Regions from separate parts of the Mus musculus genome. Here all the other regions are linked to region 2. The links are chromatin contacts, called in public Hi-C and capture Hi-C maps. All regions are on one chromosome and are shown on one strand. The core of a region is the stretch at or near the end of the contact, and the rest is flanking DNA. Distances in the headings are between cores, read along the strand shown. Region 1 holds the start of Mrc1 (mannose receptor, C type 1). Region 2 holds the start of Il15ra (interleukin 15 receptor, alpha chain). Region 3 holds the start of Hacd1 (3-hydroxyacyl-CoA dehydratase 1).

Evidence for each region. Hi-C and Micro-C count contacts between places; a contact is called where the count stands out from the background. Capture Hi-C pulls out chosen DNA fragments and counts their contacts.
Region 1: a capture Hi-C map of macrophages shows a contact between it and region 2, with 4 times the contacts expected there. The contact joins the promoter of Mrc1 here to the promoter of Il15ra in region 2. A contact is called at or near these places in 1 of 39 promoter capture datasets (liver), 1 of 484 Hi-C or Micro-C datasets (B cells) and 1 of 9 other capture datasets (macrophages).
Region 3: a Hi-C map of muscle stem cells shows a contact between it and region 2, with 6 times the contacts expected there. The contact joins the promoter of Hacd1 here to the promoter of Il15ra in region 2. A contact is called at or near these places in 2 of 39 promoter capture datasets (both in liver) and 1 of 484 Hi-C or Micro-C datasets (muscle stem cells).

What each region holds. Positions count from the first base shown.
Region 1 is chr2:14,226,214-14,231,024 of GRCm38.p6, forward strand. Mrc1 (mannose receptor, C type 1) reads left to right here and starts at 3,201. Exons shown (of 30, transcript NM_008625.2): 1 at 3,201-3,360. The coding sequence starts at 3,300.
Region 2 is chr2:11,703,910-11,708,500 of GRCm38.p6, forward strand. Il15ra (interleukin 15 receptor, alpha chain) reads left to right here and starts at 1,803. Exons shown (of 7, transcript NM_008358.2): 1 at 1,803-2,035. The coding sequence starts at 1,939.
Region 3 is chr2:14,052,767-14,057,310 of GRCm38.p6, forward strand. Hacd1 (3-hydroxyacyl-CoA dehydratase 1) reads right to left here and starts at 3,269. Exons shown (of 7, transcript NM_013935.3): 1 at 2,965-3,269. The coding sequence starts at 3,101.

The sequences.
Region 1 (4,811 bases), core at 1,951-4,450, 2.5 Mb after region 2:
TGACTCAAAATTTAAAAAAAAAAAGGAGGATGTAGTGTTGGAGATAAGGGGAGGGGGCTGAGGAGAAGAAAGAAAATGAGAAAAACAGAGGAAGGGAAAAGCAGAAACAAGAACACGGGTTATTAGAAAATTTTACCAACACACTCATTTGATAAAAGATTAGTGTTCAGAATATAAAAATGTACTCAAGTACCGCAGAACCACAGATGTTAAGAATGAATACTGGACCTGGACTAATATTTCTCCATAGAAAGATCTGAGTGGCCAGTGGGCATATGTGAATAACTTCAATCATAGCAGCCAGTACAGAAATGCAAATCAAACTACAGATACCTCCCTCATATAAAGAATGGTTCTTATCAAAAGCAGAAATAAATGTTAGTGAGGATGTGGAGAAATTGTGACCCTTGGTGAAGAAGAGCATTAAATGGAATAGCCCATGTGGAAAGCAGCTTGCAGTCATTCAGTATGGGGGAGACAGGAGAGAAGCCCGGAGGACCAGGTGAATGAATGGAAATACGCAGCTGTGGGGTGGGGTGGGGGAGGGGGTAGGGAGCATGTCTAGAAAGTTCCAGAGACCTGACATGAGAGAGGCTCTCAGGACTCATTGGGGATGACCTTAGCCTAAATGCCCAACAGTGGGAACATGGAACCTGAAGAGACCACCTCCAGTAGATAGAGATGACCTCCAGCGAAGGTATCGGGTCACTAACTTACCTTCAAAATTTTTGACCCAGAATTGTTCCTGTCTAAGAGGAATGCAGGGACAAAAATGGAGCAGAGACTGAAGGAAAGGCCACCCAGAAATCGGTCTAACTTGAGATCCATCCCATGTGTAGTCACCAAACCCTGACACTATTACTGATGCCATGTTGTGCTTGCAGACAGGAACCTAGAATGGTTGTCCTCTGAGAGGCTTCACCAGCAGGTGACTGAGACAGAAGCAGACACTTAACAGCCAACCATTGGACTAAGGTCATGGACCCCCCATGGAAGAGTTAGAGGAAGGATTGAAGGAGCTAGAGGGGATGGCAACCCCATAGGAATTACAACAGTGTCAACTAACCTAGCCCCCTGGGAACTCCCAGAGACTGAACTACCAACCAAAAGCATATGTGTGCTGGTCTGTGGCCCCTGGCACATATGTAGCAGAGGCCTGACTGCCTTATATGACCTCAGTGGGAGAGGATGGTCTTAATCCTGTAGAGACTTGATGCCCCAGGGAAGGGGAATGTGGGGGGAGGTGAGGTGGGAGAGTTGGGGTGGGGGTAGGGTGATGGGGGTGGTGGGGGAGCACCCTCTCAGAGGCAAAGGGTATGGGGTGAAGAACTCTTGGAGGGAGGACAGGGAGGGAGCAATGTTTGAAATGGAAATAAATAAAATAATTAAAAAAAAAAAACCCGAGCTCTGAAATGGATGCTTCAAGGATTTGAAGAGACACCAGAAGTGAAAAACGTGCTATTTTCCCACAGTTCCTGGCAATACAAAGATTGTTTTAAGGCCTATGGAAATTCCTCTTCCTCCGTTACCTGAAATTACAGATTTGTGTTGACTTGCTCACCCCTCCTAACCTGATAAAATCTTCCAATAAGATAAAAATGATGGAGACAAATCCTTTGTGGGATGTTGGACTTCACTTTATATCACATCCAGCGTCTCGTTACTGATTCTGATTTTATTCCTGTGCATGTAAGACACGTTGACATAATAAAACCATGGATATACAGATGCCTGCAATTCAGTTAACTCTTTTTTTTCCTCTTCAAATAAGTCAAAGCAAACCCCAATTAGGCAAAACAATTTGAATGGCTTGCATTTAAAAGACCAATTAAAACATTTTTTGGTCAGCAAGCATGATGGGACACACTTATAATCCCAGCTCTCAGAAAGTCAAAACAGAGGAACCAAGAATTCAAGGCCAGCCTGCGCTACAAACGCAAGACTGTTTCGGTGTTCCTGTGATAAGTCAGTTACGCAGTGATTGAAAAGGAAACGTTTGCAGCCTCTCACCAGTTGTGGGAGAATTTTCTTTGTCAGTTAAGCCTTGATAGAATGAAAAAGAACGGTGGGTCCCTTCTCAGAATCTTCCTAATTTAGGCTTTTTAAAAAGAAAATTCTTGAGAGAAACCACAGCTTATTGGGAAATGAGTGTGTACCTGCCTCAGCGTGGATGGGTCTGAACAGCTTTTCACTTGAAGGTAAACCATCTGTTTACAACTTCTAAGTCGCCAGTGTTTCCAGAGCTTCTTTTTGAAACGATGACATTTCCCACGCTCCAGTTTCAGGTCTTCCCTGACTAACCACAAATATCCATTTCTAAATATTCTTAATTCTTGTTGAACGTCTGGAAAAAAAAAATCAGTGTTTAGGTGGGTTGTGTGGTGCTTTGTGAACGACCCTGCAAAATCATGAAGACGAAACCCCACTGTCATCGAATCAACAAGCAACTTTTGGACTCAAGCCAGGCTTTCTTTTGCAAGAGAGAGAGAGAGGTCTTCCCTTTTTCAAACTCTGAGGACTGTAATGGTTGAGGCCTGGCAGCGAACCGACAACAAAGCTATTGCCACTATTTCCTCTGGCTTTCTAAGGAAAGCTGCTAGAACTTTCTATCCCTGGGCTTCATTGAGGTTGTCTTAAAATTAACTTCTGTCATTTTCCTTCTAGAGACAGGGGCAAAACTCTACGTGAACCATACCTTTGATCCTTTCCAAGGAGTGTGTGTGTGTGTGTGTGTGTGTGTGTGTGTGTGTGTGTGTGTGTGTGTTGGTGCTCGGGCTCTAAGCCTGAGCAGGAAGAGCTTCTGATGCTTTCCAGCGAGTGTCCTCCCTTTCTGACTGTAGAATTGTGGGTGAGAGCCTCCACAGCTGCCTCCTGGAGACTTTTTCCCACCCAGATAATGGCCTCCGTTTGGTTACTGCCCAGCACCTGTGGAGAGCTCAGCAGGGCTGCCTCTCCCTGCTGCTCATGGCCTGGGTCCTCACTTCTCCCCACTTCCTGCGTTTTCTCCTCTCCTACACATGTTCCTCTCTCCCCTTCCTCCTGTGCCTTAGCTTACGAAGCAAAGTTGTAACTTTGAATTCCTGTTTTTCTAACCGCCCCCATGTGACAGGATATCTCTCAATTGGAGGGTTTTCCTAAATTCAGGAGTCCTTTAAAAGGGACAGCTTCCTCTGTCCTCCTTTTCAGTCAGGCAGCTCCCAGACCTTGGACTGAGCAAAGGGGCAACCTGGGGACCTGGTTGTATTCTTTGCCTTTCCCAGTCTCCCTCTTCTCCCTCATTGGAAGATCCACTCTGGGCCATGAGGCTTCTCCTGCTTCTGGCTTTTATCTCTGTCATCCCTGTCTCTGTTCAGCTATTGGGTAAGTCTGTTTTGAGGTGGGGGCTTTGCATACCATTTTGTTTGAAGTTTATGCTAAAAGTCCTGTGTACATCTGGAAGAGGAATTGAGCGATCTGTGTTTTTACCTGACCTTCATCAAGCTTGCACTTGGCTTTGACCTGAACACACCAGGGTGGGAGTTGAGCTAGAGTCAGGCGATGCTGTTGCTCTCTGTTGTTAGATGTTGTCCAAGATGAAGCCCCCCAGCACCTCCGTCCTCCTGAGGACATCATGTCTGGGTATTTCTACCTGGTTTGTGCAATGCCTTCTTGTTTTGTTGCTTGCCCTAGTTCTAGTTTCCAGTTTATGCCGTTGCTATCCTACTCCCAATAGATAGCGCTGAGTATCTCGGGTGGGGAAAGAGGAACTTGCAGCCCCTCGTCCTAGATGCAAATTGATAAGGAGAGGACGCGGGGATTCTCACACTCGACTTTTCCCGTGAGCCGTTTCATTCATAATTTCTATTGCTAGAAAGTCCGCCCTTTTCTGCTTCCAGAATTGTTCATATTGTCTCACAGGTGGATGTGTTCGATGCTGAAGTCTGAAAGTGGTTGATATGTCCGTAGGAACAGATCAGGGCTCTTTAGATGCGCAAGGGCATTGCTGAGTCAGCGTTTCTCTGGATTCTTAAGCACCAGTATGGAAGGGACTGGGAGAGTTTGCACTCCCAGGTCTATTTCGAGACTATTTTGGCTTTTCAACACCCTTCACTTCCATCAGACAACTAAAGCCTGCTGGACACAGTTCGTACCCTTGGTCTTAGCCGAAGTCCTGTGGTGACGCTGATGCCAGGAAATTCTCTAGGGAACTGTATGATAAAGATTTTCTCAGTTTTCTTAGGAATGTTTCCCTCCTTGAGACAGCAGGATGCCTCCCTAATGCCGTTCTCTTCGTGACTACAAATACTGGGACAGAGTGTGAGGTCTTGTGGGTCACTTGGTGGACCCAGTTACAGGGACACAAAATGTGAGGTCTTTCAGCTCTCTCTAGAGAGTAAAAGGCGAATATAAATGGGCACAGGAGAGTCCCTTCCAGATCCAGATGTCTTTGTGTTACTTGAGAACCTGTGATTTCTCAGCTCCTCACTGGGGGTTGGATTCTAGACTTGTAATCTGTGGTAGATCCACACCCTCAGACTCTTTTTACCATTTATTTATTTCAAAACAATGTTTTATTATGCTTATTGCATTTTGGTGTGAGTGTGCCATAGAAGTTCATGTGGACGTCAGAAGACATTCCACCATGTGGGTCCCAGGGATCAAATCTAAGTTGTCAGGCCTGGCAGGCAGCACCTTTATCTGCTGAGCCACCTCTGGTCTAAGGGTCAGCTGTGCTCATTTTATCTTCTCTTGGTCTCAATAGCCCAAGTCCCTAAGGATAAAGCCAGAACATTTGCTTAGTCAACAGCTGATTAAAGGACTCCTGAGTTCTC
Region 2 (4,591 bases), core at 553-3,052:
GGGCACTTATTGAGTTGCTGAGGGTGACACTAGGAAACTATGTTGCTGTCCCCACACAGCACACACAGAACCTCATGTGACCCGAGCTGGCAATGAAGTTGCTGTGTAGTAAGTCTGGCTTCTAGTCCTCTCGACTCTGCCTCCTATGAGCTGGGACTCAGGAGTGTGTACCACCATGCCTGGCTACCTCTCCTTTTTTGATATTTGAAAATGTCCATCATAAAAGGAGTGTTTCTAAGTTTGAAGCACATAAAATGTTGGCATTCATTATACTTTTTAAAAAACGTGTGTGAATGCTGACTATACATTTGTCTGTGTACTGTGTGCATGCAATGCCCAAAGATGAGGGAGCTGGATCCCCTGAAACCAGAATTATGGACAGTGATGAGCACCATGTGAGTGTTGGAACCCAGTACCTTTGGAAGAGCATACAGTTCTCTCTCTCTCTCTCTCTCTCTCTCTCTCTCTCTCTCTCTCTCTCTCTCTCCATCCAGTACTCTTAACCGCTGAGCTATCTCTCCAGGTTTTTCATTGACTATAAGAGACTGGAATATGTGGTTTCTGATCCTCTCTCTGAATTTTTATTGTGTGTATTTCATATTTATTGTGCCAATCTTAAGACTCTTTAGGGAAGAGGGTCAAGTATAGAGCTCACTGTTGTCCACCATGCCTAGGGGATGGGTGACTTCAATCACACGTCATTCCATTCTTTCCAAACAGAATCAGCATGCGTTCTCTCAGTAGCTTCATTATGGTGCCAGATTGTATTTAGGGACCTATAGACTGAAAGGCAGGCGTGTCTGTCTTCTTACGCCACATCTACATATTTAAGGGCGTTTCTGACTGAGCACTCATGTCCGTCTGTCCCCCCACCCCTTCCCCAGATCTGGTCCTCCACAGTATGGGACTTAAAATTCCAGTAAAGTTTTTTTTGTTTGTTTGTTTTTTGTTTTTAATTAATCCACACACTTAGAAGGGGATGTCTTTCTTAGACTCTGAAGAGTTGTGTATTGACTAAAGAAATTATATGTGAGGTACAAAGATGAATAATGTACCTTCCTTCTTTCTTCCTCCTCCTCTTCCTTTCCTCTTCTTCTCTCCCCTCCCCCTCTCCTCCCTCCTCTTTCTCCTCTTCTCCTTTTCCTTCTCTATATCTTTTTCTCTCCCCCTCTTCCTCTTCCCTGTCTTTCCTCCTTTTTCTATTCTTTCCCCTCCCTCTCCTCTTCACCCCTTCTTCCATTTCAAACACTTGGCACTTTCTTGAGTTGGAAAGGTACAGCCGGAAGAAGGCAAAGTGTCCAAGGCCTGGCCACTGCCAGCACCACTGCAGGCAGGCAGCCAGGAGCAGCTGTGTGGAAGCCAGGAGCAGCTTGGAGCCCGAGTGCACCAGGAAAGTGACCCGGGTGTAGAATCGTCCGCCCAGAACTTCCCGTTGGCTGCACTGGGGCGACACCTATGCAGTCGCCCAAGGACACAGAGCACGGACAGTCAAGCTCAGGGCTACTTAGAGGGAAACTCTGAAAGTTGAAATCTGAAGGTCAGCAGCCAGGACAGATGACAAGTGAACAAGGCTGAAGTCAGGTGTGGGCGCAGAGTGGATTCAAAGGAGTTTGCCTCTGCAGGGAAGACAGCATTAAGGAATGAAAAGGGAGATCGCCGGCTTCTACGGGTGAGGGCCCCCGCGCGCGCTTCGGGGGACAGGAGCAGCCCAACTGGGGAGGGGGCGTCACTGCAGGCTGCCGGGGCTTCTTCCAAAGCAGGGGTGGGGATGCTGAGTCACAGATCTGTCACCACTTCGCACCTCTCTGCAATCCGGGGGCTAAAGCAAAAGCGAAAGCGAATACTCCTTAGCAGCGGTCTGGTCCTGGAGCTGAGCTCGCCACCTCCCAGGGACCCCAGCCTTGCGTCCCGTTGGGTCACTGCTGGGGACAATTGGCCATGGCCTCGCCGCAGCTCCGGGGCTATGGAGTCCAGGCCATTCCTGTGTTGCTGCTGCTGCTGTTGCTACTGTTGCTCCCGCTGAGGGTGACGCCGGGTAGGGAGCATCATGCGCCGGAACAGGGGAGCAGAGGGGGACCCCAACGCCCAGCTGAACTTGATTCGTGTGTGTGTGTGTGTGTGGGGGTCACATCTTCTGGGAACTGAGCCAGGAGTCCAGCTGAGAGGATCGCAGTGGGTCTGGGGGTGATGGAGGGAGCTGGGTGGGGGTGGGGGGACACGTGGAGGGAGCCTGGGAGAGCGCAGATAAGAGAGTGGCCCCTTGCCCTGCTCTAGACTGGCTCCCGGACCATACGTGCAAGGGAGTTGAGCGATCCCACCGGCGTTTCGGCGACTTAGGGAGAGCAGGTCTGACAAGTTCGATAAGACTTAAAGAACTTAGAGAAATGTGTGAGTGTGCCTCTGCCAGCCCACCTGGCGCAGCTGTGGGGTGTCGCGCCTGTGGGGTTCCAGGAGGGGCTTGAGGAAAAACCACCCTTCATGACTTTCAGGTCAAAGTAAATTAGATGGAAGGCACTGGGCAAAGTACTGCGCTCCGCGGGAGGAAAAACAAAACAAAACAAACAAACAAACAAACAAAAACCACGTGTGGAGCAGGCAGGTTGCGCATCTGAACGCTACAAAACAGGTCCAGGTTCTCAAGCGCACTGGCAACTTGGGGCCCGGACGATTGGAGAGGAGGAGAGACTGTTTTCCCATGGAAGAAGGGGTGTCACATGTTCCAGAATGTGTCGTCTAGATCTAATCTCGGGAAGAATGAATTGAGACTCCTAGTTTTGTTCCAATAGGTCTAGAAGGAAAGAGCGAGAACAGTTGGGTCTAGCAACGTCCGGACCCAGGATGTCGCATCTTTTTATAAACATGAAATTCTTCAGAGTCTGTTAAAAAAATCTACGTACTCCCTGCACAGAAATGTGTGTGAAAGCACATGCTTGCAAATGTGCACAGGATTTGGGGACCGAGGACAATGACGTCATCCATGGACTTTCCTGCAAGTTAGCAATTCCTTAGCCCTGAGTGTGTTTTAAAGCAAGATTTCCCAGTGATGGGCGTCTGACTCAGTCTCCTTGGAACTTGGTCATAGTTATCCCACACAGACTTGAGCCTGGGGTTGGCTCTGTAGGGGTGTTACGGGGCTTCATTTATTCTTGGGTCCCCACCCTCCATCTGTAAAGCTGGAGTGTGTTGGTAAATTCCTCTTAACTGGATAGCAAAGAATGGTCCTGAGATTTCAGAAATAGCCTGCAGATATTCCAAATAGTCTGAAAGTGAATGTGGTTTCAGTCCAGCTCAGCTTAGAGGAAGCACCTCCTTGCCTAAAGTTCGGGCTCCACTGGTGCCATCAACTGGCACCTGAATCTTGGTTTTAAGAACAGCCTTATTGGGTCATAACTGACTCCAGGAAAACTGCAAATATTTAAGTTGTATGTTTCTTTGTGTTTCAGGATGAAAGTTACACTCTTGAAACTATCACCAAACCAAAGCAGGGTTACACCCATAACTAAGAAGTTCCCTGTGTCCTCCAAAATTCTTATCTCCTGCTCAACTCAGCAACAATTTAACTTTTTTTCCTTTGGATTTGTTGCACTTTCTAGTATTTTCTATAAGTGGAGTTATAAAGCACGCTACTCTTTCTTGTGTGGCTTATTTAGCTCAATCATTATTCTTTGTTCATGTTGTAATTGCATCAACAGTGAACTAGCACCCAGTGTAATGGAGTATTTTTATAATCCCAGCACTCTGAAGGCTGAGGCAGGAGGATTTCTAGTTAAAAGATAGTCTGGGCTATGTACTAAGACCTAAAAGCATAAACAAACAAACAAACAAAGAGATGGGTGGCTACTGAGGAGATGGCTTAGAGGGTGAAAATTCTTGTCATCCAGATCTGAGGACCTGAATCCATGGGAGTGGATGGACAGCACAATATGTTGGGGTGAGAGAGAGGCAGGGCAAAGAGGGGAGAATTCCAGGGGTGTGTGTATGAGGGGGGTGGGGAGGGAGGGAGAAAGAGAGAGAGAGGCTCAAACAATATGGCAGGTGAAAAATGATTCCCTACTCCCTTCCCCCAGTGCTGGGATTATGGGATGTGTGTGCATCCATACCCAGCTAAACTATGACTTATTTTTAGATCTGTGAATCAGCATTAGTTGCCTCCTGATTGTTGGGTATTTAAGTTGTTTCAGTATGGTAGTATTTAAGAGGCAACATGTTGGGAATCTGTATTCTTTATCCTCCTCTCCCTCCTCCTCCTCCTCCTCTTCCTCCTCCCTCTCCTTCTTTCCTTGAGATAGGGTCTTACTGTGTAGCACTGGCTGGCTTGGAACTCTATGTAGACCAGGCTGTCCATGACAGATATCTGCCTCCCAAGTGTGTGCCTGGCCCTGGTGACTCTCTTTCTTATAGAATCCCTCCATGACCTTGGTGTCATTCATCACCTATGGTAGTAAATGTGAATGGAAGGCTTTCTCCTAGGGAGCCTTAATACTCTTTTGGGCAATACAGTAGGGGACTCTAGGGTCTGTGGAGGAAGTACATTGCTAGGCTGCATGGTGGACATGTGCTCCAGGCATGTAGGGAACAAACCAGTCAGGAC
Region 3 (4,544 bases), core at 2,019-4,518, 2.4 Mb after region 2:
GCCTCCCGTCTCTATACTAACACAGGCTGTCTCCTCAACCGTGTCTGGCAAACCCAGCTTAGCCTTCAAAGATCGATTCAAATGCTTTCATCTCCTTCACAGAAGTTTCTCTCAGTCTCCCTGTCCTCTCAGTCCTCTGGCTCCTGTTTTGTATGCACTCATTCTATTCTGTCTTTATTGCAGTTGGTGTCTACGTGTAAATGTCCAGGTTGTCCTTCTTCAGGGATGAGCCTGGGATATATGTCTTACAGCTCTTACATTACCCACATGACCTGAGAAAATGCATTAGCATCTATAGGGTCAGAAGCGTTCGTTGGCAAGCAAAGCACAGATGCTCACTACTATAGTCAAGAACCCATTATGAGTAAGCCATATATACATATATATGTATATATATATATATATATATAAACTTATATATTTATATAATACAAATCTCTCCATCCTTTAAAGGTGCCTCCACTCTGGATTTGCCGAAAGCCACTAATTATTCCAAGGGTCAGGGTAAGGGAACTTTAAAATGTCCATAGGGCCTGACTTAATCAATAATTGTACATTTCTTCTATACAGTCTTACATAACAATAAAAAGTATAATTTGAAAATTAGAATGTCGTAATTGAGTATCAAGCGGAAACAGGGCCTTATACAACAGACATTCATCACCAATGTTCTATAAGATATTCATCACCCATTCACTCATTCATTCATTCAATAAGTATTTATTACTTCCTGGAACTTACAATGAAGAATTAGTACAATCATGGTATGGTTGAGTGACAACAAGTGGGACGGAAAAAAATCAAAGAGTCAGGGTGTGCTAGTACATCACAGAAGGTGCCTGGGCATAAACCTGAAGGGTAAATAAGAAAATATGAAAGCTTATCTATGGGGGCTCATAGAACTACTGGGTAATCTGCCTTGATAAACAGTGGTCCCTCTCAGTAAAAAGACAGACACACTTAGAATAAGCACTGGCTTGCAGAAAGGAGGGCACAGCAGGACTAAAGTGTGAGGACACAAAGCCCCTCTAGGCAGGGGAGCCTAGAAAAGTTCAAAGGTACTGCTGCAGCCACAAGAAAAGGATGACATCACAGAAAGAGGGAACAGCAAAGACAAAGAGAACTGTAAAACGCATCCTGAAAAACAGAGTCAGGGGGTTTCAAAGGCAAGAACACTGGAAAGGTAAACTGGGTAGTACGGGAATCTGTGAAAATGGTTGTCGATGAGCACATCCCAAGTTCCTTAGGATGGGAGCCGGCCACCCGGGGATTATTTTAACTTTCTCAATCAAGATCTTAAACTGGGATTGTGCAGCAAGTTTTCATTTTTGAAACAATAACGTGGTCTTAAAAATGGAAAGCAGACTGGACAGGGAAGGGCCAGCCAATCAACTAACATAAGGTGAGTATTCCAAAAACGTTTACTCACTTGGTGAGCAAGTCTCAGAGGAAACCGGCCGCTCCCAGACCCTGCTGCATTTTGAGGCAACAGAGTATGGTGGGCATTGAACCATCTGCCAGTTGTTCTAAGGCTGTTTGCTTTTCTGAACTTTCAAAGGTCTGGAATTCAGGGCAGCAAGAAGATGAGGTTGCACAACTCTGGAGTGAGTCTCAGAGGAAATCCATGCCTGACACTTTCTGGTTGTGATCTCCAGCCAGTGACTTGGGGGTCTCTCCATACCTCACTCTAAAATATTATTCTGTACCCCTCACAGGATTGCAGAAAACTAAAAATTAGAAGACAGCCAAAGGAACCAGCACAGTCCCTGGCACACAGTAACCCCCAATAAATACATATCTACGAACTAATTATATTTGATGTTCAGTAGTATAATATATACTAGATGATCGACAGGAACATTTGTTAAATAGAATCACATTTTTTTACACGTTCACATTTTTTCTATAAGCTTCAGAGACTTTTAAATACTAAAGGTTTCTTCACAATCCTCTAACTTAAAACGTGAGAAGATATTGAGAAAGTAACTCTTTCTAAAGGCAAGACAGCAAAGGACATTTTCATAATGGGTTTCGGTCACAGTAGACCCATAAGTCATTTGATAGCCCTTTGATCCTAACTTCCTACTCACACTAGGTCTGGGGGGAGGCCAGAGATGGGGAGTAGGGTGGGTAGTCGGTAATCTGGAAAGGACAAGGCCAGAAAGATGCTGATTATCTGCCCTGTTCCAGATGTTTCAAACAAAGTCCCAAGTGGGCATTTCTAAGTGCCATGCTTAAAACAAAAACAGTAGGTGAAGAAAAAACAGTAGGTGAAGACACTGCCCAGCAATCCACAGCACCAGGAACCACACGGCCAGGGTCCGGTGCCCACAGCCAGCGGACAGCTCCCGGCTCGGGTGAATAGACCGGGCCGTTTCTTCAACAGCAGGCGGAGGCGGCCGAGCCGCAGTCGCCTGCCCCGTGGGTCGGCCCCACATTCCTGCCCGGGTCTATACTTAACCTCCGGCCCGCGCCCCGTGCCGCCGCGCCACACCGTGCACCGTATTAGGCAATGCCCAGCGAGCGGCGGCTGGCCGCCCCGCCCCGCCCCGCTCCATTCAACCCCGCTACGCCCCTCCCCCACTGCGCCGCGCGCCCCCGCCGCGCCGCGACCACCTAGGGCCCAGCACGCGCGCTCTTGCTCTCTGCGCCCCGGCCACTCTCCCAGAGTGCTCCGATCGCAAGTGGCCGGGCACACGCGCTGTCCCGCTCCATGTGCGCCTACGGGGCCGCGACCCCCAGTTGGCCGACACGCGCGCTCTCGCTCCAAAAGCCCCCGCCACCGTCGCGCGCCTCCGCCTAGACCCCTGACAGTTCCCCCGTGCGCTTCCGTTCCATCCCCGTGCGCGCGCCCTCGACCCCCAGCAGCCCCGCGAGAGCGCGCTCCCCGCGTCCCCGAGCCCGGATCGCTGAGGGACCGCACTGGTGCTTGCGGAGCGTGGAAGGACCTTCGCGCGCACGTACCCGGCCGTCATGGCGATATTGTAGAAGGTGAGCCAGGCGGTGGCCAGTAAGCCTAGGCGTCTCCGCTTGCCGGCGGCTTCCTTCTCGTCGCTGGCCTCGGAGGCGCCGTTGGTGCCGTCCTCCTCACTGGACGCCATGGTGACCGCGCACGCGGACCCGGAGGAGCAGCGCACAGGAGCGGGAGGGGCCGGCTGAGCGCGCCACTGAAGTGCCGCTGCCCGCGGCCGCCGCCTCGGTCCAGCGCTCCATGTGCGACGCGCGGGGGGTCGGCGCCGCCTGCCCGGCCTCCCGCGAGGGGGAGGAGCGCGCCCCCGGCCGCGCGCCCCGCCCCGGCGCCGCCTCTCGGGAGCGCGCGCTCAGGGCCCTAGCCCCGGGGTGGGCCAGCCGGGGTCATGGCTTCCAGGCAGTGTCACGCGGCGCGCTCCCGCGGGAGAGCTGTCCGCACTGGCTGCGACCTCTTCCTAGAGAGACGCGAGCGACGTGCGCCCTGGCAGTGGGTGCCCCGCTGGAGAGCCTTGTCCAGATAGAGCGAGTGCACCCGAGGTGGCAGGGGTTTTGCCCCGAGAGCAGGGTCTCCCTACCAAATGCTCGCTCTCCCGAGTTTCTGGAGAAGCAACTCCGGCCTAGCCTTGCCCCATGCCTTTCATTACTGGGTCAGACGGATGTCATGGGTTCTAGAGATCTGTTCTAAAGGAAGCTGGGAGAAAGGACGTAGGCAAAGAGGGATAGGTGTTAGGATACTGACAGGAAATCCAGCCATGGTGTTAACAAGTTTCCTGTCCTGCTGGGAAGAAGTGCCCAATGGCTCTCCACATTTAATCTCCCCTTTTTCTCTCTTCTTCTCAAGAACCATTCTGGTAATAGCCCCCTTTCCTTTCCCTTTATAGAGTGTGGCTAAGCAAGCAGCCTAGAGTCAGTTTACTGAAATTCAACCCCCAAATTCCTGACTCCACCAGTCTGGGAATTTAGAAGTTTGTGTATGCCTACATTTCTGCAAAAGAAAATAAAATGGTAAACCTCATAGAGAGATAGGGTTAAGGAAATGATCCATCAAAATCAAGTACTGACTTGATACTGTTTGTCAACTGAAGTATGCATATTAGTACTTTTCAGGCATCTTGCTTATAATGAGAGAAAGACATTTTGCAAAGGGCAACACTGTCAGAGGGGAGAAATGACTATAGGTTTGTCCATGAACTCCCCTGGGTGTGCACATTGTTGTGGATGTGAAATGGGAGGATTACCCGTCCAGTTTCAGAAATGTCAGGGGAAGTGGGGTTAAGTAAAACCTTCCAAGTGGAAAGTGTACTAGGGATAAATTTACTAAAGCAGGTGCCGGCCCTGTACACTGAACATTAAATCACTGCCATATGACACAACAGGCCTCTAAATCTCAAAATGTTACAATGTCAGTTCTCTCCAGATGCCAGCAGGTTTTATTTGAAAAGCTAAAACCTACAGATCCATGAACATGTATAGGAAGAACTAGGAGCATGTGCATAGCCTATTTATTATAAACCTCACTATGAAACTACAATGGTCAACCTAGAATAGTAAGCAGAAGGGAATTGTGGACCAAT